Linked DNA regions of Mus musculus: all the other regions are linked to region 2. The links are chromatin contacts, called in public ChIA-PET and HiChIP or PLAC-seq maps. All regions are on one chromosome and are shown on one strand. Each heading gives the region's core, a stretch centred on a gene start, on an enhancer-like site or on the middle of the called end of the contact. The rest is flanking DNA. Distances are from core to core; before and after follow the strand shown.

The links. ChIA-PET counts read pairs in DNA pulled down with a chosen protein or histone mark. HiChIP or PLAC-seq counts read pairs in DNA pulled down with a chosen protein or histone mark.
Region 1: an RNA polymerase II ChIA-PET map of memory CD8 T cells shows a contact between it and region 2, with 67 read pairs. The contact joins the enhancer-like site here to the promoter of Arl8b in region 2. A contact is called at or near these places in 6 of 115 datasets of contacts at active chromatin or transcription factors (the SCID.adh cell line, effector CD8 T cells, embryonic stem cells and 3 more) and 2 of 9 other capture datasets (adipose tissue and liver).
Region 3: an HNF4G HiChIP or PLAC-seq map of pancreatic cancer cells shows a contact between it and region 2. The contact joins the enhancer-like site here to the promoter of Arl8b in region 2. A contact is called at or near these places in 4 of 115 datasets of contacts at active chromatin or transcription factors (bone marrow-derived macrophages, embryonic stem cells, pancreatic cancer cells and 1 more) and 3 of 9 other capture datasets (adipose tissue, embryonic stem cells and liver).

What each region holds. Positions count from the first base shown.
Region 1 is chr6:108,465,114-108,467,813 of GRCm38.p6, forward strand. The region is part of intron 44 of Itpr1 (inositol 1,4,5-trisphosphate receptor 1); the gene reads left to right. The region is part of intron 2 of Gm35165 (a long non-coding RNA gene); the gene reads right to left. Among named protein-coding and RNA genes, the nearest start is that of Gm35165, 6.1 kb to the right of the region's middle. Within about 2 kb of position 1,293, at least 72 of the 459 cell types and tissues checked have an H3K27ac peak or open chromatin away from gene starts, as enhancers often do. A contact at or near this core is called in the SCID.adh cell line, effector CD8 T cells and memory CD8 T cells, where this site is marked.
Region 2 is chr6:108,781,746-108,784,445 of GRCm38.p6, forward strand. It overlaps Arl8b (ADP-ribosylation factor-like 8B), which reads left to right and starts at 1,314. Exons shown (of 7, transcript NM_026011.3): 1 at 1,314-1,632. The coding sequence starts at 1,510.
Region 3 is chr6:108,443,321-108,446,020 of GRCm38.p6, forward strand. All of the region lies in intron 44 of Itpr1 (inositol 1,4,5-trisphosphate receptor 1), which reads left to right. Among named protein-coding and RNA genes, the nearest start is that of Gm35165, 28 kb to the right of the region's middle. Within about 2 kb of position 1,436, at least 102 of the 459 cell types and tissues checked have an H3K27ac peak or open chromatin away from gene starts, as enhancers often do. A contact at or near this core is called in adipose tissue, bone marrow-derived macrophages, liver and 1 more, where this site is marked.

The DNA.
Region 1 (2,700 bases), core at 43-2,542, 320 kb before region 2:
GCGCCTCTTGTCATAGCATAAGCCGGGCTGCATTTCTTTGCAATGTCTCTCTCGGGTGGAGGTAGCAGGTGGCCAACAGGTTAATTAAGCAACAATTCATTTCCAAGATGGACTAGCAGGTAGTTGTATTATTTTGATTTGAGACCTATCTCACAGGTTCGTCAGCACCCATGACACTCAGTCCAATATGGGAAAACTGACCACAAAACAAGGATTATAGAATAGGATGGATCATCAACTAGGACTCCGGTTATAATTAACCACAAGCTGCTGTGGTCATGGAGAACTGGACTGAGCAATGTCATAGTTTTGTTTCTATTGTTGGGATGAATGCCATGACACAAGGCAACTCAGAAAGGAAAAGGTTTATTTCATCCTACTCTTCCATGTCACAGTCCATCACGGAGGGAACCTGGTGGCAGAAACTGAAGCGGAAGTCATGATGGACTGTTCCTTATTGGCTTGATCTGTTTGTTTTTTATACACCCCAGTACCAATGTCCCAGAATGGCACTACCCACTGTGGGCTGGGCCCTCTAATATCCATCATCAATCAAGAAAATGATTCCCCTTAGGCAACCCCATCTGAGATTCCCTCTTAGGTGACTCTAGCTTGGGTCAAGTTGACAAACTAACCAACACAAGCAGTAAGGAGAGAGGGGTCTTCTTGTGCCCTTCACAAAATCCTTTTCCTGTGTGAGCTCACTTTCTTCATTTGTAAAACATGAAGCGGGGTAGCTAAAAGGGTATTTTGTAAATCTGTGAATTAGTTCCAAGAGCTTGTGTGGTTCTAATGCCACCTCAAAGCGATCCCGTCTGCCCAAGTCTCTCTTATATAAGGTGTCTGTGTATCGAATCGTATTTGGGGAGGGTTATTATGCTGGGCAAGACACTGGATCCTGCTGCTTTCGCCCAGCTCCAGCTATAGTAAGTAGCCTATGATCTTGCTTCTCTTCTCCTTTGTTCTGTTTTGAACCTTAGCTTATAATGGCTGTCGTCACCCCACCCCCTACCCATACCCTCCACCACTGCTTGGAGATGGCTGAGGCCGGCAGCCACTTCCTCACCCTACCCCTGACCCCACTTCCTTCCCTCAAGCATGTCATGTGCAAACCTGCCATACCTCGTGTCTCAACTTGGTGAACGTCTGCCCCCTGAACAAACCCCGTTTCCTCTACTTTTCTAGCCTCTGTTCATGTCTGCCCACCAAGGCTGTCTTCCTGTTGGGCAAGAGTTTTCTGTGGCACTGCCACAAGCCTCTGACCTCCCCTGACCCTAGCACGCTTGTGTGCAATGTGCTGGGTTTAGGAACAATGATATCTATCTTGGCGATCTCTTCAGGTGCTGATGAGACAGTATGTATTAAAAGGGTTTTGGCATCCATCGTGATTTGGAGATAACAGAAGGGTGAGGACAGGTCAGTAAGGGGCAGGCAGATGCCAGTTCCCTCGGGTGACCAGGGATGTTCTAGAAGTGGCCTCATACGTATGTTACCGAAGTTCCCTAGTATTCTGGAACCCAAACAGGCTTGTCTCTTCTATAATATGTGCAGATTTGAAGAGTGGAACTTGATTAGATTTTTTAATGTTTTTATACCTGTTGTATGGCTACAATAACAGATGACCATACACCTAGATGCTTTGGGTTACCAACTTAAGTATCTAACAAGTTAAACATGAATCTTTGTAGAGTAAAATCCAGGTGCCAGGGAGGCTGTGTTCACAAGCTGGAGGCTACAGGGTCCCTCCACTTACTGGCCATTCGCAGGTTCTTCTTACCTGAGCTCCCAGCCTCCTCCTTTAATCATAGCAGCAAGGAACTGACTTCTCCTACCTCCTAGCTACCTTCTTCCATGTTAAAAGGACCTTGTGATATCAACGGGCCCCTGTGGTGATCCAAAGTTGTGTCAGTGTTAAAGGTTGGAGAGTTAGCAGTCATCCCATCGGCTACATTACTTTCTGGTGTAAGGTGCAGTGCGCATTGTCAGGACCCAGGGATGAGCACGCGCATATTTGAGAAACCCACTGTTTACGACATCCATGCAACTGCCGCTCTCATCACGATGGTCCTTCACCCCAGAACATTATCTTATCCCCCTTTTTAACTGTACTTGCCATCATTAGCCACGGAGACTGCCGCCATTGACATTTCTATTGCCATCTGTGTTTCTTACCGTGAGCTAGCTTTATATTGAAGGGTTCGCTCACACCCAGACGGGTGGTACGGAGGAAAAGAGTCAAAAAAAGTAAAATCTCCCTGTGACAACTCTTGGCCTGGGGGAAGAGACAATTCACCGAAATAGGTTCAGTGAAGAAAGCAGGCGTAGGGCCAGGTAGTGCTGAGGCTATAGGGGCTGTGTACCTGTTTGTCCTCATCTTCAGCCCCACATGATGTGAAAAAACATACTGCTTCTCTCTTCTTAGTTACCTCAGAAAGAAGTTTGGTGAATGTGAATAGGCCTGTGAAGAGGGGAAAGGGCCCAGTCTCTTAATGTCTAGATCTCACCATGGAGGAGGCAAGTGAATGGCTCTAGCAGACTCCAGCAGGTTGTCCCAGAGCCCTGTGTGGCTCCATGTCTTTCTTGTCCACTTGGCACACCTTGTTGTGTTGTTGAAGGCTTCTTTACTCGATTCATCATCAATGCTCAGTCCTACCCTCACGGGAGATGCCTGGCCTCCTTCCAGAGACTGGATGTCTTCCA
Region 2 (2,700 bases), core at 64-2,563:
GCAAGGTCACAACATCCAGCAGAGATGACTAGAGTAGCTGATGGAGAGAGCTAACAAAGAAAGCATCCATTAAGTTAGAGATTTACAAATATGAAGCAGAAATCAACTGGGGAAGTTGGGGCAGCCAGCTGGAGTTCCTTTTTAAAAATATATTTTCAGTTAAAATATAATTCCATCATTTCCCCCTCGCCCCAGGCACACCATCCTTCAAAGTCCAAACCACTTCACTGTCCTTCCCCATTCAGGGTCTTTTCCTGGAATGTGCTTCTACCAAACGTCAGCCTGCTTCTCCTTCTCACTTCCCTCAAGCCTTTCCACTCAGGACCACCTGACTTAAAGACAAGCAGGCCGGCTCCAGCTTCTTCTCTGTTCCTCTTCTTTATAGTGTTAAGTACCACGTGGCATTTTCTCGTTTGTTTGCTGTATATGTTCTGTTCTCCACACTGGACTGTAACCCGCAGGAGGGCAGGGATTTTGCTGTCACTAATGTTTTGCTGTGTTAGAAACAAACCCTGTGTCTTTCACATGCTGGGAAAGAAATTTTCCCTATTAATTAATTCATTTATTTATTCACTTTACATTCGGATCACTGCCTCTGCCCCATCCTCCCTTGAGCCCTAGTTAGACCCAGAGTGCTCCATACAGGCCAGGCAAGCATTCTACCACTGGGTTACATCCCCATCCCAGATTCTGATTTTTTTTTTTTTTTATTCCGTGTTCAATTCCTCCGAGTATTAACTTTTTCCTTCAGGGTACATTGCCAATGAACAATTATAGGAAAATTCAATCAAAAAGTGAACGAGGACCAACTCTTTGTTTTTTTTTAAAGATTATTATTATTTATGTGTTTCGTTGTGGGAGTATGCGCATATGTTTGCAGAATGTACAAGGTCAGAAAGCCCTAGATCTGGATCCCCCAGAGTTGAAGTTACAGGCTGATGAGGGCTGCCAGGTGTGGGTGCTGGGTCCTGAACTTGGGTCTTCTGAAAGAGCCTCAAGCACTTTTAACCACCGAGTCATTTCTGTAACCCCACCTTCTGTGTTTATTGAACTCTTGATCCTCCTGCCTCCACCTCTCAAGTACTGAAATTGTTGACATGCGTTTGCTGGGAGACCCATAATTTGGGGGGAAAAAAAAAAAGAAAGAAAGAAAAGAAAAGAGGAAAGGCATGTGACAAGTGAATTGGCACCAAGGCGAGGGAAGGGTGTGTCGTGGGATTCACCATCAGGTGGCGATGTCGCCGGAGGGCGCTGGGAGTCTACGGGACCGCGCCGCTCTTTCCGTGCGCTTCCGCGCCTGCGCTGGGCCAGGCGTGGGGGGGGTAGGGCGAGTCATATGACCCGCTGGGCTTCCTGGCTCCGGCCGTCGCTGCCGCCAGCCTCTGTCTGCCCGCGTCGCGCCAGGGGCCCCGCCGAAGAGCCGTTGGCGGGTTCGGGGCCGATACCCGCTCGTGGGAAAGAGTGTCCGCTGTCGTCCGCGCCCGTCCACGCTCGCAGCCGGCCGCCGCCATGCTGGCGCTCATCTCCCGCCTGCTGGACTGGTTCCGTTCGCTCTTCTGGAAGGAGGAGATGGAACTGACGCTCGTGGGGCTGCAGTACTCCGGCAAGACCACCTTCGTCAATGTCATCGCGGTGAGCAGCCCTCTGCGGGCGGCCTGGCCGGCGTCTCGCGCCTGTCACCTCCCCGAAGGCCGGGCCGGGCGATCCTGCGTGTGTGGGCCTCGGAGTTGTAGCCGGAGGGTCGGCAGCAGGAGGGTCAATTCCACGTTGCGTTTTGGTGGTGGTGGTGGGGGCTGTGCCTTTAACACGGCCTGGAAAGGGTTAATCCGAGTCTGCCACACTTGCTGCCTTTCGGGCCGTAGAGGCTGAAGGGTTAATTCCAACCTGTCACTTGTTCACCCGGACGGGTGAGCCTGGCCTTTTCCAGAACGCCTGCGAAGGGGACGCCTCTCCTAAGTCTCCACTTGGGACGATGGAGTCGCATTGTGAAAGCAGGCAACCCGTGTGGGCGCTTCTGTGAATGCCAGGGGGAGCCTCGGCGCCTCCAGTTCGCTTGGTCTTTGTCACTTGTCCATGGAGCGTCGGAGAGCAAACTGATGACCTAGCTTACTGGGGGAAGCTGTTGGAGAGACCATTCAGATCCCAGTATTTTCTAAGACAGGGAGCAAGGGCGAGGCGAGTCTCGGTTTCTCCACAGCTGATTGTGTTAAACGGGTAGATAGATGGATCTGCATTCAACATAAAGTTTGCAGGCTTTGGTCTTTAGAGAGATTTTTTTTTTTCTTCCCTCTTGCAGAAGGAATTTGTTTGGATTGGGACGTAGCTTATGGAGGCTCAGGGAAGTTGCCTAGTAAATATAATGTGAATTCGGTGGGAGAGTGGTCGTTGAGTTTTGCGTCTTTGATTGGTTGGGAAAGGAATGGGCGTGAATGTCAGTCTTTGGAGCCAAGGAGTCATTGCACAGTTTTAGGGCTGTACTTAGAGGGTTGAGCTTTACAATTGTTCTGATGAGAAGTGGCGGCAGTTCCTAGACCTTCAAGAGGATTGTTGCAATCCTCACACAGGAGACAGCTGAGCTGCCCGACTGGTTTGGCTACACACTGCCCTGGGAAAACCTAGGTAACGTGTGACTCAGTCCCTGTAGTAATAGAGCAACAGGCGTCAGAGAGAGGAGCGGAGGCTCAAATCTCTTTCGAAGAT
Region 3 (2,700 bases), core at 186-2,685, 340 kb before region 2:
TCAGTAATTCACAGTTAATCTACTGGCTGGGCGTTATGGTACACACCTTTAATACCAGCACTTGGAAGGCAGAGGCAGACAGATTTCTATGAGATCAAGGCCTCCCTGATCTACACAGTGAGTTCTAGGATGGTTAGAGCTAAATATAGACAGAGACACTGTTTCAAAAACAAGAACAACAAAAAACCAATTTGGGGTAACCCCAGTCCATGGGAAGTAGATGAAGGAGGAGGGAGCATTCAGTGTAAACCGCTCCACCATAGCAAGTTTAAAGGCCATGAGCCCCGGCCTCACTAAAAACAGGCGCTAGTAATATAGCTCTTAACTCATGTGCACAAGGGCCTGGGTTCCGTCCTCCTCACTGAGGAGGAAAATAAAAAGATACAAATGTGCTAAGTAGCAAATCTGTAGTGTTAACAATGCACAGCTCGAGGATTGATACAGGTAATGAAACTGCAGGTTGTATGAGAGCTATTAAAACAGCTATTTTTTCTGCTGTTGCCATGGAAACAAAAATAAATGTATGTGGAGTATGGGTGGATTGGCTTCACTGTAGTAAGTTTTGTCCTGTCTATACATGCGTCACAATATCATGTTGCATACCTTAGGTATACACAATGAAATTTATTTCTTGAAAAGGTTATATAGCAATGATATGGGGATGAGGTAGTAAGCCCCACCTTCTGATGACTCCGAGAACAACAATACTAGCTAAGGAAAGGATCTATAGGGGGCACAGGGGAGCCAACTGCATGCTAGAAAAACCTTCTTTATCTTTGTGTAGGTGACAGTTATGTGATTGTGTACATGGTTACACACTGAGCTCGAGGTGTGTTTTAACAAGTGATAAAGGAGGGGGGGAGGGAGAGAGGGAGGGAGGGAGGGAGAGAGAGAGAGAGAGGGAGGGAGAGAGAGAGAGAGAGAGAGAGAGAGAGAGAGAGAGAGAGAGAGAGAGAACGAGCCTAGACCTTGTTGGGACCCTGATGCAAGAGAGAAGAGGGATAGACTGCAGTGGGTGAAACTGACACCCTCTGCTGGGGCCAAGTCTGGACCCTGAGACTGAGCTGGCAAACTGAGTCCAGCTGAGAGGAGGGCAGACGTCCCTGCTGTCTCTGGAGGCTTTCTGTCCCAGGAATGAATAGATGCTCTGAGCCACCACGGGTGAGGGAATAAGGAAGCGTGGGGTGGCTCACAGGGATGAGACTGGCTCACTGCTGAGGTGGAATCTGGGGTTCTGGCAAGACGCCCTGTTTCTCAGAGCATCCGTCCTGACAGTGATGGAGAGGCAGACAGAAGCTGTTTTTCCTTGCAGCTCTTTATCTTATTCAGGAATTATGAATATTAGCTCCGTGTTTTCACACACTCATGACTCATGTGCTTTGTCGGAAGATGAGATGCTGCAATGAGGTCTGGTCAGCCACTCCTGATAGAAGCACTTTCTTTCTCTCCCTCTCCAGGGAACCAGGACACCAATGAGTAACTGGATCGGGTGTGGATAAGCTGTAGGCTTTAGCCAGTATGCGTGGACATAGCCTTCAGGTTCTAGCTTATGCTCCCTCTGCCTCACCCCTTTCTGAGACGACCAGGACCCCAGTCTGACCCACTACATGGTATCAGGCCTATGGTTCCAGGGACTGTTCTTCTAGCATGGAGTTGCCTTGAGAGATTCCTGCTTTGCCCCAAGCTTCTTTTCTCTGGAGGAAATAATTTAGAGCTAGGGTTGTGTCTGGGACCAGCTGAGGACAGGAACCCTAAAGACCCAGGGAAGGTGACTCAGAGTTTGGTCTTGCTGGCGAGAAGCCGGTTTAAAGTAGTAAATGACCAGCTGGGAGGCAAGTCTGCCCTCAGTTAGAACCGAAGTGGTGGTTATTAATGATTGCTGAAATAAACGCTGTGATCCATGAAAGACAGGGTCATCCTAACTGGAACTCACTGCCCATTACCACTTCCTGTTCTGTATGACGTGCACGTTCTCATGAAGGACAGCGTGCTGTGGCCAGATGGGTTTCCTGCTTTGTTCTTGCCAGTGCAGGTTGTCAGAAGGACAGCAGAGAGATACAGGCAGGGCTGTGTTTTAGGCTTGTGTTTAGAGTGCCATCGACCTACTCTGATTCGTTCACTGTCTTTATATCAAAAGGAAAGCAGCTTTCAAGTCCTGTATTGTGTGGGGTTCAAAATCTGTCTTTCAGTTCACGTTGCCCTGTCTGTTGTGTCAGCGAGCAGACAGGGACTTCTGAACCCTCGCAGCTTTAAAGCAAGACTTTTGTTTGTTTGAAGTCATATTAGCTGTTTAGTTATTTCCATGGGGAGTCCATTTCTGAAGTCATGAAAATAATTATTAAAAAATAGTAATGATTGGACAAGTGAGCCATAGGATGACACCCGTGTAGCAGGTACTCGGCAATGAAAGTATGCTAAGCCGGTAAGCAGTCAGTAGCTAGGTCCATCTCACACACACTAGGCTGAATGAAAGAAGTCAGTGAGTGTACAGACAGCAACACACTCTAAATTGTATCTATCTGGTTCTTTGGAAAGACAAATGGTGATGAAGACCAGATCGGCCCACAGGGTCAGGGGTCACAGGAGGATTTGGTCAAGTGTAGGAGCACAGGGGAGTATTTGGGGGCATAGGGGTGTTGTGTGTCTTCCTTTCCTGGCAGTCACACAACTTTATATGTGTGTGAAAAATCTATCCAACTG